Regions from separate parts of the Sus scrofa genome. Here region 2 is linked to region 1. The links are chromatin contacts, called in public promoter capture Hi-C maps. All regions are on one chromosome and are shown on one strand. Each heading gives the region's core, a stretch centred on a gene start, on an enhancer-like site or on the middle of the called end of the contact. The rest is flanking DNA. Distances are from core to core; before and after follow the strand shown.

The links. Promoter capture Hi-C pulls out the DNA fragments that hold promoters and counts their contacts.
Region 2: a contact with region 1 is called in a promoter capture Hi-C map of fetal skeletal muscle, with 5 times the contacts expected there. The contact joins the promoter of S100A6 here to the promoter of ILF2 in region 1. A contact is called at or near these places in 4 of 5 promoter capture datasets (fetal skeletal muscle, liver and skeletal muscle), 9 of 47 Hi-C or Micro-C datasets (embryonic fibroblasts, epiblast stem cells, fetal skeletal muscle and 4 more) and 2 of 2 datasets of contacts at active chromatin or transcription factors (alveolar macrophages and skeletal muscle).

Annotation. Positions count from the first base shown.
Region 1 is chr4:95,976,575-95,983,778 of Sscrofa11.1, reverse strand. ILF2 (interleukin enhancer-binding factor 2) reads right to left here and starts at 2,917. Exons shown (of 14, transcript XM_005663409.3): 1 at 2,791-2,917; 2 at 2,031-2,090; 3 at 1,772-1,814; 4 at 1,226-1,330; 5 at 763-840; 6 at 557-659; 7 at 1-6. The coding sequence starts at 2,795. TRNAM-CAU (a tRNA gene) reads left to right here and starts at 3,130; the gene lies at 3,130-3,201.
Region 2 is chr4:96,095,242-96,102,445 of Sscrofa11.1, reverse strand. It overlaps S100A6 (S100 calcium binding protein A6), which reads right to left and starts at 4,182. Exons shown (of 3, transcript NM_001044557.1): 1 at 4,140-4,182; 2 at 3,339-3,497; 3 at 2,761-2,986. The coding sequence starts at 3,476. The coding sequence ends at 2,852. S100A5 (protein S100-A5) reads right to left here. Exons shown (of 3, transcript XM_021090792.1): 3 at 5,576-5,823. The coding sequence ends at 5,683.

The sequences.
Region 1 (7,204 bases), core at 1,668-4,167:
CTTCCACTAGATCAAGAGAAAAGATAATTAATATTGCAGTTATTTGTGTAGACTTTTCATCCATACATCTCTAAGCTACCCTGCACCCTACTTCTGCTGGAACAAGGGAAAGTTAACACCTGGACAGAGAAACTGGAAGGCTCAGGGAATAGGACATCCCCTCCAGCACACACATCTTTTTCTGCAGTGGCACTAATGCCCTCTTGGCTTAGATAATTCTTTGTTTGGGGTTGGAAGGGAGGGTCTGTCTTGTGCACTGTAGAATGCTTAGAGGTGACCCTGAGCTCTACCCAAAAACATTAGCCCCCAAACACCTCCAGGCGCTGCCAAATGGGGGAACAAAACCACCCTCAGTTGAGACACACTGCCCTTTGGTAACTGGCCATACTTTTTTTCAGATACGACACATTAAAAAAATTTTCCCACCCGCCAAAATAAATATATTTCCCACCTGTCTTCTAAACAGCCTTTCACACAAGATACATGGGCTTTAAAGATCCCTATACCTCAAACCCAAATATGTTCTGTTTCCAAGGCCAGGGAAAGGCACACTCACGTGTTGGCAAAATCTTTAGGATTACCACCAGGTCAGCCACATTGTGTCCTGTAGTCATCGTTCCCTTTTTATATGATCCAACTTGTCGGACTTCTTCGATTTGCTGTTGGAGAGAGAATTTCAGAAGAAAAACCTTAGAGCCAAGCAAGGCAACTTCCACACTACCAAGGCCACCCTTCCCTAGGACTAAATCATCAAAACCTCACCACTTCAAATGTCCCTGGAGCCACGATCAAGTTGTCAATCACATTATTTATTTTTGTCACCAAAGAAAGGATAGAGGCCTGAAAACAGCAGGAAACAAAAATACCATAAAGGTGAAACATGATAAGCAACTTCTCATCAAGTTTGAATGTTTTCCCCTAATCCCTGCAATACAGGCTCAATCAGTACCTACAACGGACTCTGAAAACACTCTGGACCCTTCTGGCTTTGAATATGCCAGAAGAGAAAACTTTGATCCAAAGATAGATGCCCCAGTAAAAATATAAATGCACACATAATTTGTTTATATCATCCCTGGTGCTCTCCCTCCACCCACAGTGAGAAATAAGGAGAACAATTAAACCCTCTGGGGAGGGCAGGCTCTGATAAGTGTAACGGCACCAGTAGTTATTTACTTCTCTACTTCATTCGTGAAATCTCAGGAGGAAAACTAACAGAATATACCTGCTCAGCTGAATTAGGAGCCAGGTCCTGATTCCTCTTCAGTAAGGCCTCACTGAAGGAAGTTTCATCAGGTGCTGGCTTGACCCGAGGAAAGGCCATTTCACACTAAACCAGAAATAAACAATTTTATACTACCCACCAAAAATAACATAAAATAAAGATTGTTTTTTCCTGTTGCCACAAAACAAAAAAAAGTTGAAAAGAGAAAATTCTAAAACACTTATTTTTAACTCCATAAAATATTTAAACAAGCATAGAAACTAGAAGAGCCATAATTTAAGCTCTCACTACCGTTACATTAACAGATAAACCAAAGATACAATTAACTGTTCAAAACAAAGATTCTAATCCTGTTACTACCAACTGTAGTCAAGGAACTATGTTCCCCACCCAGTTTACACTGCTTTTGTATGTAAAGCAATACAGGCTGACTCAAAACCCAATCCCACTCACTAACCCCCTTTCCTACTCCAACCACCATTTGACTTTATTAACAGGGAGACCCTAGGCTCCAGGAAACAAGTGAACTGCGGTCAAGGTACTCACCAAATAGAAATCAAATGGGATATGTGGCACAAACGGCCTGAACCTAAAAAATGAAAAACAAGTCAAATTATTCACCACAGAAATCAAGTGGTTTTAGCATAAAGGGGCCAGAACTCTCATTTAGGAGAGCACGGAAAGAATGCTTCTAAACCACAGCTGGAGCTCACAAAAGCAGGTAAGATTAGTCCGCTCCAAACACCCCATTTAGGTGACTGAAATGGAAACTAAGTGTGCAGAGATGCTAAAAACTGGCACTCACCCTCCTCCTGGGCCTCCTCTGGAACCAAAGCGCCCGCCACGACCACGGCCTCTGTCCCCCCTAGAAATGCATAAATACATTTTTAACTTGGTTCTCACCGCGTTGAAACGACCTCCACCATACCGGCCATATGATTTCAAGTTCGCTTACCGCCATCTCCGTGAACTTCCGTTTGGAAGCTAAGAGATCCCATTCCCACTGACAACACTTGCTCTCCATCCGTCCCAAGCGCCCAGCCTCAACCCCCAAGACCGCCTCCTTCTGGGTAATTTAATCACATCAAATACTGACGAGGTTCAGTGAGCCCTACAAGAAATGCCCCATAATTCCCGGGGCGCGCCAGCCCTAATACTTCAGAGACTAACGAGATTGCTCATTTATTCGTAACTAGTAAAAGCATCTAACGGCAACCCTATACGTCAAGCACTTAGCCTGGAGTATGAACGAGGCACGTTCAAGCCTTCTCAGTCTAGATGGTGGTCGGGGTGGGGAGGTGGTCCTCCTGGGAGGTGAGGACAGCCCCTCATCTAACCGCCCCCGCTCCCGCTTCCCCTTGCCTGGGCCCCACCCCCATCCCTGGCCCACGTTTCCCCGCCTCCGCGGCCCCCGACTTCCCCCACGCTCCCAAGCGGGAGTTCTCAGATTTCCGTGCAGCCCCCAGATACACGGCCCTTCAAGACCTCCGAGTCCTTTCAGCCCGCGTACCCAAAGTTTTTGGTCGAATACTCGAAACCCTTCCAGAGCACCCCACGACCCTTACCTCATGGCGTCCCAAAGTCCGAACAATGGAGGCCACACCAACCGCCCCTTTCCTCCGAGAAGCCCTCAACTGGAGAGGCGGCTTGCCGGCGTATGCCAACAAACCCCGGCGTGATTGGCTCCCGCCGTTCTGCACCACTTATGCCTATTGGTTCACTTCAGCAAACCGGGTTTATGAACCAATAAAAAGCCCCTACTATGTCAGGGACCAGCCAATAAGAAAGGACTTGACAGGAAAGACTTTTTTTTACGGACACCAGGGGGCATGGTGTAGAGCAATCAGGTTGGCTAACACTCAGAGAACTTTCTATACGATTTTTGAAAAATATCTTGCCGAGCTAGCAGAGTGGCGCAGCGGAAGCGTGCTGGGCCCATAACCCAGAGGTCGATGGATCGAAACCATCCTCTGCTAGGAGAGCTTTTCTTTCTTTTCCCCCCTCCTTCCCACTCCAGGACAGAAACTCTTGTTTTTCTAGTAGATGTAAATACCGCACTCCTATGTTTTCCTCCTTAGAAGCTAATTTTTGCCAAAAGCAGGCAAATGGCGCAAGCAGGCGAAATGGAATAGGAAGGGACTTAGGCAACTATGACTACACGTCTGGATGTAGTTCACAGAGACTAGAAACTTGAGGCAGGAGAAGCGGATTTGAATATAATAATTGAATCGGAGAGGAGAAATACTGATGTGGAGGGGCTAGAAGGCAAACTGAGACAGCCTCAGGAAAGAGAGTTCAGATGAAGAGAACAACGGAAATGACTGGAGAAAAAGACCAGACCCATCCCTCTTGCCCAGTATCCCCTCATTTCTCCTTTCCTCACTCGGCAACCTCCCTGGTGGATTTTACTCTTAAACGAAGCTTCACAGCCACATATAAGGATAAACTGCTGTTGCATTTAAATCAATCATATTACAAGTTGCTCTTTGTCCTGTTTCTCCCTCTTCTTGCCTTCTTTTTCACTGACTAATATTTATTATTCCTTCCCTGCCTCTGTCAATAGAAAGTTACGCACTTTTTCTGCTCCCTCAGTGGTTACCCTAAAAATTTCGTGCCTCCTTGAAAGGGCAGAGTCTAATTTTACCCTCCTCGTGAAAAATGCAGGAGTAATTTAATTCAATTTACCACACTGACTCTAGAATTATATATACTATTGTGTAACTTTTAAGTATTACATTGACGTATTATTTACTACAGCAAAATGCACAGATCTTAAATCTACAGCTCCAATATTTTTGAATAATGTATTCTGCCCTTGTAATCACCGCATAGATTAACATAAAGAATATTTTTAGCACCTGACAAATTTGGCTTATACGCCTTTGCTCTCCCCCTGGAGGCAAACACTATTCCAATTTCTCTTATTGTAGATTGGTTTCGTCTGCTCTTCACATAAATGGACTCACAGCCTATGTGTTCTTTTTCCTCTGGCTTCTTTTGCTTGGCACATTTCAAAATTTTTCCATGTTTCTGCATTTATCAGCAATTTGTTCCTTTTTACTTGTTTATTTATTTTAGCCCCACAGGGCATGCGGAAGTTCCCAGGCCAGGGATTAAACCCAAGCCGCAGCAGTGACGAGACTGACAGGAGTGTCAATGTGGGATCCTTAACCACTCCTCCTTTTTATTTATGAGTAGCATTCCATTGCATAAATATTCCACTGTTTGTTTATCCATTCTTCTGTTGATGAGTTCAGACCTCCAACAGGCTGAGCCACCGGCAAACACATCTGGGTCGTTTCCAGTTTGGAGACATTATGAATAAAGCCGCTATGATCATTTTTGTACAAGATTCTTGCAGTAGATGCAATTGTTCCTCTTCATTGCAGAGGGGTAAGTGTAGCTGTATATGTTTACAAAATTTAAATTGCATATATATTCAGTCCCACTAGATATTAATACTTGGGCTTCCGGTTGTGGCTCAGTGGAAATAAATCCAACCAGTAAACATGAGAATGTGGGTTTTGGACCCCTGGCTCCGCTCAGTCAGTTAGCTCCTGTGTTTCTGAGAGCTGTGGTGTGGGTTGCAGACATGACTCAGATCCCACGTGGCTGTGGCGCAAGCTGGCAGCTGTAGCTCCGACTTGACCCTTAGCCTTACTTATTAATTAAACTAACGGTCATTGAGGTGTGCCAGTTTGTTTTATTTTTAAGGTTTTTTTGTGTGTGTTTGTCTCTTTGTTTTGTCTTTTCTAAGGCCACACCCGCAGCATATGGCGGTTCCCGGGCTAGGGGTTGAATCAGAGCTATAGCTGCCAGTCACAGCCACAGCCACAGCAATGTGGGATCCGAGCTATGTCTGCGACCGACATACGGCGGCAACGCCGGATCCTCAATCCGCTGAGCGAGGCCAGGGATCAAACCCGCAACCTCATGGTTCCTAGTCATATTCGTTAACCACTGAGCCATGATGGGAACTCCTGTTTTGTTTTTTCTGACTTTTTAGGGCTGCACCCACGGCATTTGGAGCACCCCAGGCTAAGGGTCCAATCAGAGCTGTAGCTGCCAGGCTGAAGTCTACCAGTTTTTAATGCTCTTTATTCCCTCCTGTATCCCCAACATTTATCTGGAATATTCCTTCTGCTTTAGAATTAGTACCCTTCTGCTGGTGGCCATCTTCGTTTTGTTTTTTCTGAATACATCTTTGTTTTACCTTTGTTTTTGAAGGACATTTTCTCTGGATATGGAATTCTGGATTGGAAGTTATTTTTCATCTAGTACATTTACAATATTATTTTACTGTGTATGGTTTCCATTTTTGCTGTGAAAAAAAAATGTTGAACAAATGGTTGCTCCTTTGAAGGTCATCAATCCTCTTTTTCTTTTTCTTTCTTTTTTTTTTTTTTTTTTTTTTTGTCTTTTTAGACCCATACCCATGGGCATATGGAGCTTCACAGGCTAGGGGTCCAATCAGAGCTGTAGCTGCTGGCCTACACCACAGCCATAGCAATGCCAGATCTGAGGAGCGTCTGCACCAAAGCTTAAGGCAACAACACCAGATCCTTAACCCACTGAGCGAAGCCAGGGATCAAACCTTCGTGTTCATGGATACTAGTCAGATTCATTTCTGCTGAGCCACGAGGGGAACTCCTTCTTTTTTTCTTTTTTTATGTTTCTTAGCCATTAGCTTTTATTTATTTATTTATTTATTTTAATTTTTTTGTCTTTTTTCCATTTCTTGGGCCACTCTCATCATGGCACATGGAGGTTCCCAGGCTAGGGGTCGAATCGGTGCTGTAGCCACAGGCCTACGCCAGAGCCACAGCAACGCAGGATCCAAGCCACGTCTGCGACCTACACCACAGCTCACAGCAACGCCAGATCCTTAACCCACTGAGTAAGGCCAGGGATCAAACCCACACCCTCATGGTTCCTAGTCGGATTCGTTAACCACTGCGCCACGACGGGAAACTCCGCCATTAGCTTTTAAAATATTGCTTCTACCTTATTATTTCCCTCCCTTCAGGTCACCAAATAGTGTCAGACTTTCTCATGATAGCCTTTATATCTCCAATCCCCTCTTTTATTTTTTTTATTCCTCTTTATCCATGCTTCATTCTGAGCAGTTTCTTGTTCTTGTTTTCCAATTCATTACTTATTCCTTAGTAGAGTCTAACTTGCTGTTAAACCATTGATTGGGTCTTAGTTTCGGCTTTGGCAAATTTCTGTTTACTTCTGGTTTTCCCTCCTCCTGGGTTTCCCCTATGTGTGCAGACTTTCAGGATCCTAACCCAAAATAGGAAAGGTGGTTTATCACCTTTGGGGCCATTTAGATTCCAACTTTTGTCGTACTTGCCCAACACATTCTATTTCCTGCCACCAATTCTGGATCAGCAAATGACTCTGGGGTAAAAGCCCTCCTACTTCTGGTCTCCTGCTTTCCTGTCCTTTCCTGCTCTCATTGTCTTTCAAGTTCTTTGATTTTTATTTATTTATTTATTTATTTTGTCTTTTTGCCATTTCTAGGGCTGCTCCCGCAGCATGTGGAGGTTCCCAGGCTAGGGGTCCAATCGGAGCTGCAGCTGCCGGCCTACTCCAGAGCCACAGCAACGCAGGATCTGAGCCGCATCTGTGACCCACACCACAGCTCACGGCAACGCCGGATCCTTAACCCACTGAGCAAGGCCAGGGATTGAACCAGCACCTCATGGCTCCTAGTCAGATTCATTAACCACTGGGCCACGATGGGAACTCCCGAGTTCTTTGATTTTAAAATGCATTTCATCCAACATTTTTAGTTGTCTCCAACCTCGCTTGGGAATTGGACAAATTATTTAGTCCATCATTGTTGAAAGAGGAGCTCAATTACTAAATTAGATTTCTTTGTCTAATTCTCCTTAGCTCCCATTCCACTAATCCAATGGCCTATTGGGCATCTCCACTTGGCCATCTATAGACACCTGAAACCCAGTAAACGAA
Region 2 (7,204 bases), core at 2,933-5,432, 120 kb before region 1:
GATCAAACCCAAGTCCTCATGGATACTCGTCTGGTTCTTAACCCACTGAACCACAACGGGAACTCCCTCACTGATTATTTCTATAAATCATCTTGTATACCTTCCATATGTGATTAAAACACTTAAGAGAAAAACATGAAGAAGAAATGGCCGAAATATGTCCTGATGAGCTAAGCATTAGTGAATGGGTGACGGGATGGCAAGGGCCCAGTTCTTCACTGGGATTTGCCCAGGGGTAGAGGCACTTACTTCACTGTAACCTGGTCTTTTCACTTGTTAAATGGGGTTAATAATACACACTACACATAAAACTTCCAAGCATCACAAAAGACAATGGATAGGAAAGTGCCTTGTAAAAATACAAGTGCCATGCCGTGTACAGTGGCACTATTCTTGACAACATCAGATATGCTTGGCAGAGAACAAAGAGCTACATGCTCTGACTCAGTCCTAAAACCCTCCAACTGGGGCCCAACCCAGCTTACAGAGATGGGCAGCGGTGCTGCTGTTTCAGCTTCCTGGGAGTCAGGGTGACTAGGTTACAGGATTAAAGCCTATTTATGCTCAGCTAGGGAAGAGGAGAAAGCGGAGCCAGTTCCACAAGCGAGTGAATCAGTGCTCCTGGATCAGCAGCGGCAAAGGCACTGGGTGTAAAGCCCCCTGACTGGCTCCCTCCCCTCTAAGCCCAGACCCCTGTTCCACAGACTGAGCTAAAGGCTTCATCTCCAACGTTATATCAGTTGGAGGCAAACGCAATTAAAAAATGACCAGTCTGCGCCCCTCACCACACCCAGTTCCACCCTGTGAGGCCAGCAACCCACCAGATGCCATTGTAAATGCTGCTTCCTCCCATTGCCACCCCCCCCACCAAACATACCCTCAAAGCAAACTAAAGATTAACTATACATTTCAGTGTTTATTTTATTTTTTAAATCCGTGTTCCTGTTGCCCTCCACTGGAAAGTCAGACACTTTATAAAGGACACGCCTGTTTGCTCAGCAGGTGGACTGTGCCCTGTGCAGGTTTATTGATTCTCTTCCATCCCTGGGCCAGGCCACCCACCCGAGCTCCCAGCAAATGCAGGAGCAGCCCCCACCCCGGGAGTGGGTCTTCACCCCTTGAAAGGAGCCCTCCTTCATCTGCAGGAATGTCCTCTCTGCCAAAAGCAAGTGGGGCAGGGGAGCAGCACGATTCAGATTCTGTTTGTCTTTGCAAACTGCCTTCCTCTTACTGACTTGTTCCTGGTAGGTGTGTCTTAGGTGAAATTGAGTTGCTTTATTTGGGGGTTAGTTGCTGGGAGCTGACATACCCTGAGCGTCCAAGTGGCGTTTCCCTCTTGGTTGGAAAGTCTCCACCAACCTTGGCCTCTACACCGTTGGCCCATCCCTGGGGTTTGGAGAAAACCAACCCGCTCCCCGCGGCGTCCTGCTATCTGCCCACACGAGGGCGCTCGGTCCAAGCCCCAAGATGCTGGCCGCTGAGAAGTTACCTTTCCAGAGGAGATTGCATGGAGCTAAGGCTTGGACATGACTGTGCAGACAGGGAGCTCAGATCCTGGGTCCCTTCCTGGTTCACAACTGTGCCAGTCCCTACTCCCTGCGGGGAAGGAGTGGCCACTAGAGAAGGAGGGACACCAAAGGTGAGGTTTCCAGCCCTCTTGGGACTGTTTGCTCATCCCCACCTCATGGAGGAAGAAGATTTAATTCCGCAAATCTGGGCCCGCTGGGAAGTGGAGAGGTGAAAAAGAGGGACAGGAAGAAACGGTCTCTGTCTGAGGCCCCCAGAACCTACAGAGGAAATTGCCTGGCACAGACTAGGTCTGCATGGGAGAGCATTGCCACAACTGCCCCATCGCCCTGAAACCCTCTTGCCCCGATCCCCCTCCCTCCCCACCATCCCCTCCTCCCCCGCCACCCCCTTCTTCCCCCCACCGCCTGAAAACACTAATGCAAACAATGAACTCAGATAATTTCAATTCATCATCTACCAGTGGCTCCATGGAATAACTGGGGTGATCCATTCTGCTAAGGCGCTAGGAATGGGCTGGCTCAATATTGACAGAAAGGCTGGGCTGTGGCTGCCCAGTCCCGGGGACCCCCATCCCACCCCTTTCATGAGCATCTCATGATTCATGTATCCACACAGCTGCCAGCTTCTCAGACCACAACTCTGAGAACAAAGGGCCCTAAGGTGTGCCTCCCACCTTCAACCGGGGCAGGGGCAGCAGAATTGACCTTGACCGTACAGCATCCACAGCAGTCCCCAGCCAGGCTGTGAGCATGCCAGATGTGCCTTCTCTGCCCCCACTTCCCTGTAGTGAGAGAGTGGACCAGCCCCGCCCCACAGCCCTGCTGGACCTTCCCCTTTGACCACACCCAGAGCAAAAACTTGTCTTTGTCGTCTGCAAGGACCCAGCTAGGACTATCTCTGTTCCACTCTGGACTCATCACAGCCTGGCTTAAGCACCATTTCCTTCTCCAAGCCCACCCCAGAACGCCCTGTGCTGGGGACCGCTTGAGCCTTTCCTTAAGATGGCTTTGCCCAGAGCTTACATCTTTTCTGATTCACATAAAAGCAGTTTAGGAGCTGTAACTGCCTTGTTAGGGCGCATCCATCATCTTGTGGACCCTCCCACCAGCTCCCCTGACCTGGTGAGTCACTGAGTCACTCCCAGAGGGGACTGCGAGAAAACCCTCTGATGGCTGATGCAGCGGCAAGCAGAGGAGGAAACAAATCACAGGGAAGCCAGGACACAGGGGTAGATTTAACAACAAAAAAAATTTATTGTACAGTTACCCACCACTAGATCAACAGGCCAGCTAAAGGGTGTCTCCACCGTCTCAATTTATGTTCAGCCCCGGAGGACATCGTTGTAGATCATAGCCAAGGCCCCCAGGAAGGTGACATATTCTTGGAAGTTCACCACCTGGTCCTTGTTCCGGTCCAGGTCATCCATCAGCTTTGCGATTTCAGCATCCTGCAGCTTCTACCGGGTCAAAATGGGAAATCCAGGACTCAGGGGTGATGAGACCTTGGGTTCTCTGCCTTTCCCCCTCCCAGGCAGCCCTCTCTCAGACAAGTGGCTCTGTGCTCACTTGTCACCAAAACTCTGAGCCCACCTTGAATTCACTTGGCTTGACTTCTCTGCTGCTGACTCAGGAGGAGTGAATACCAGGCTGGGAATATCCCCAGCCCCTCAGGGCCCAGGGGTGTGGACCAATGGTCCGGTAAGGTCTAGGTCCCCGGAATGTGAGTAAGTGTGAGTCACAGGCACCTGGCGCCTGGCCTTCTCCCAATCCTGCTTCTAAGGGGGGGGGGGGCAGGGGAGACTCACTCACCGCCCCAATGGTGAGTTCCTTCTGGATCAGCTCCTTCAGCTCACTCTTGCTCAGGGTGTTTTTGTCACCCTCCCGGCCGGAGTACTTGTGGAAGATGGCCACCAGGAGGCCAATAGCCTGATCCAGAGGGCATGCCATGGCTGAAGGCTGAGTTCAAGGCTGGGGGCAGAGGGGCTGGTCAGTGTCCTGGGCCACACGGAGGTCTCACTCCTCTCACTCACCGCAAGCCCCAAGACCTCTGCCCCCCACCCACCCACCCCCATCCCCACCACCACCCACCCCCGACCCCAACTCCCTTTGACGACCCTGCCCGGACCACCAAGTAAGTGTCAGGTGACCTCAGGAGACAGCTCGAGGCTTGAAGGGGAGGAAGAGGGCAGACTCTAGAGCCTAGAGATCTGTGGCCTCCAGGGAACCAGAGACGAGGTGGCTCAAGGATTCTAAGCAGCAGACAGGAACACAGCTGAGAACGCTCCTCCAGGGGTTGCGGGAAAGTTGGGGCGGATGTTGCGGGGCGGGGGTGGAGACGGCGCACCCAGCCCTACACACAGCCTTCCAGGGCCACACACGGCGGCGCTGACACGCCCGCCCGGGACACACCCTCCCGCACCCCAGATGGGCCACTACCCGGAGCCGCCCAACGGACGCCTTAGCCCTGGGCCAGCCTGGCTTCTCCTGCCTCTCCCCGCCCGCCCGGCAGCCCCGCAGCCCCAGGCTGGATGCCGAGCCATCCACCGCCCGCGGACCAAGCCCGGGGCGGGCTGGCTCAGAAGGACCGGGGCTGCCCTGGCCAGGACTCACCACGGCGGCAGCGACGGGAGCAGGGAGCGGCCGAGGGGATGCTGGGCTCTGGGGCCGGCCCGCCCGCCTTATAGAGGCGCGTCCGGGAGGCCGGCTCCCCACCGCCCACGGCCCGCCCCGCGCCCCACCCTGTGCTCGCCGTTACACAACACCAGGGCCCCAAAACTTTCCACGCCTCCTGCCCCGGGGCAGTTCAGGGCTCCGCGGGGTGGGGGGGACCTCGAGGGGGAGGGGGTCCCACCTGCAGCCAGCCGAGTGACCTCGAGCTCCTTCCTAACCCCTGAAACCCAGTTTGCAGCCACCCACCCCCCAGCATCGTGATGTGACAGGCCAGGGCAGGACGCTGTCACTGACGCTGGGGGGGCTGCCGGAAGTGGGTGGAGAAGGGAGAGAAGGGTGCCCCCTTCCCAGGGCGAAACCTAGATGAAGGGTGGGGAGCGGCCGGTGGTCTACAGAATACAGTTTCAAGGACTTCTCCAACACCCATCCGCCAGCGGAAAACGAATTCCTACCACCATCCTGCTCCCTTCCCCAACCCCCTCCCCCACCCCGAATTCCAGAATTGCACACCGGAGCCTCCTGCAGCTTCAGGGGCACACATGCCAGAGCCAAGCCCTGTGTCCCTAGTTATTTACCCTGCAATGCAAAGTTTCTCAGATCCTCAGTGTTTTTTGGTTTTGGGTTTTGTTTTGTTTTGTTTGCTTTTTAGGGCCTCGGGTAGCTGCTGGCCTCTGCCACAGGCACAGCAACGCCAGATCCGAGCAGGGTCTCGACCCACACTACAGCTCATGGCAACACCAGATCCTTGACCCACTGGGGTGAGGCCAGGGAATCGAACCTGCAACCTCATGGTTCCTAGTTAGATTCAATTCCGCTGCAGCACAAGGGGGAACTCCTCTCAGATCCTCTCTGGAGAAAGGCTTTTGATATGGGGAGGTGGGAAAGGCAGAAAGCCTAGAGGTGATTGAGGTGGCATGCGGGGTAGCAGGGCTTGTTGCAGAGAGGGAAACGGAGGAGAGGGAAAGGGGACTGGCCTGGAGGTCAAGGCCACACTCCCCTTTCTTACCAGCGTCCTCAGGGTGGCCTCCTGTGAGCTGGTGACAAGTCAGACTGGCCTGTCCACCACTGCCCCCAGGAACCACATCCCGGCTGCCTCCAGTGTCCTCACCCTCTAAGCACTTTCTCCTTAACTTTCTCTGCATAGCCGAAGCACACCTCGGAAGCCATCAAAAGCCTGGCCCAACTTCCCCATTTTCCAGGAGGGCCATGCTAAGCCCAGACACACTTAGTCACATCCACACCAAAGGACAGGAAGTGGAGAGGGAGCCCAGAACCCTAGCCCCCAGAAGCTCTCCACTCACTGAAGGGGAATCGCTGCCCTGCCCACCGCACCCCCAGCCAAGATGGACAAGACATCTTCCAAACCAGCCACGGACCCCTGGAAAGGAAAATCTTTATTTCCTCTGCGGGAATGGAAGGCTAAAGCAGCATCCTTCTGGAAGGGTGTGTGATAGGAGCTGCAGAGGCCAGGGCCTGGGCCCCGTCACTGGTTGTCCTCCAGGAAGAAGTCGTTGTAGGCCATGCAGAGCGTGGTCAGGAACACCGAGTACTCCTTGAAGTCGATCTCCTGGTCGCTGTTCTTATCCAAACTCTTCATCAGGTCGTCCACACTGCTCTCCTTCATCTTCTTCCAGGGCCCAGGTAGAGACACAGGTCAGCCCTGCCCCCTCCCAGCCTCAGGCTGAGCCCCAGCGGAGTCAGCTTCTGGGCCCTCAGAATCCCCCCGCCCCCAGGCCACACCCAGCCCAGGACCCAGCACCACGCAGGCGCTCAGTGAGCTGACCCCTGAGCCTGGAAAAATTACCAGAGGGAGTCTAGGGCAGCCCCGCTTCCCCTCCACACTTTCTACCGCCCGAAGAAATAATAAGCTAGATATCATGCAACACCTCATAGAAGCGGCTTGGTGACTATGCGGCGCTGAGCAAGATCCAGGTCTTAGTCTGTCCCTCTTGGGGATCTTGAGCATCGACCCAGACAGCACATGCCACCAGGAGCGGTGCGTTCGTGCCGAGAAGCCAGCGCATCCGTTCCCTGCTAGGAGAGCCTGCAGGACAGCCGTAGGGAACCAGTGCCTGGCACCCAGTCTTACTCTCTGGTCCCTGCCCTCCTCGCCCAGCTCCACCAAGAGCACGGTGACAGCCCCCCCACCCCAGGGGGCAGCAGGTGGGAGACAGGAAGAAAATACAGAACATCCTGCCCTCTCCTCTTCACTGCCCCCAGCTCCAGCTTTGCCACAGGAGACAGGACGTGGGGACTTACGAAGATGGAAACAACCTCTCTGTGACGCCATTCTTGTCCCCAGTCTGGGTTCCTGTTCTAGCCATACCCTCCCCAGGGCCTCTGTCCCCCTGTAATTAACCCTGCTGGACCCACGGCCCCTCCCTCAGCCCTCATTCACTCCAGGATGCAGAGAGCTTGGCAGGAAGGCCAGAGGGGCAGCCGGTGACACCCACACCTACTTCAGTCCCCCGTCCACAGGGACAAAACCTGGTGGAGCTTCTCTCCGAGGAGGCCCACTAGGGTTCAGAATGTGACAGCAGAGGCCTCCCAGGCTGTTTTTAAAGATACACGGGCCTGGCCTGGAATTGCAGCCTCTCGCCAACTGGGTATCCTCAGACAAGTTATATAATGTCTCTGAGCTTGGATTTTTTTTGTTTTAACTGAAATAATAATACGATGACTATCTCATAGACCTTCCCCTCCATCAGTTGCCTCCCTCCCACCATCTCCATCTGGTTAGAATCAGTTCTGTCTCCCTCCAGCCTGTGTTGGAACTAGCCGAATGATCCTTTTGGTTCCTGCGTCAGCACCATCAAAGCCCTGGGGTGGGGGGGTGTCGGGTGGGAGCCCTGCCCTTGAGCTGTGCACAGCTGATCTGGACCCCTGAACCCCCTCGTCCCCCCACCCCATCCTTCACACAGGCTCCACTTGCATCTCTGAGAGCCCAGCCTCAGCAAGGAAGTTTCCTTCATCTTTGCCGGTTTTATAGGGGAGGCTGGCCATGC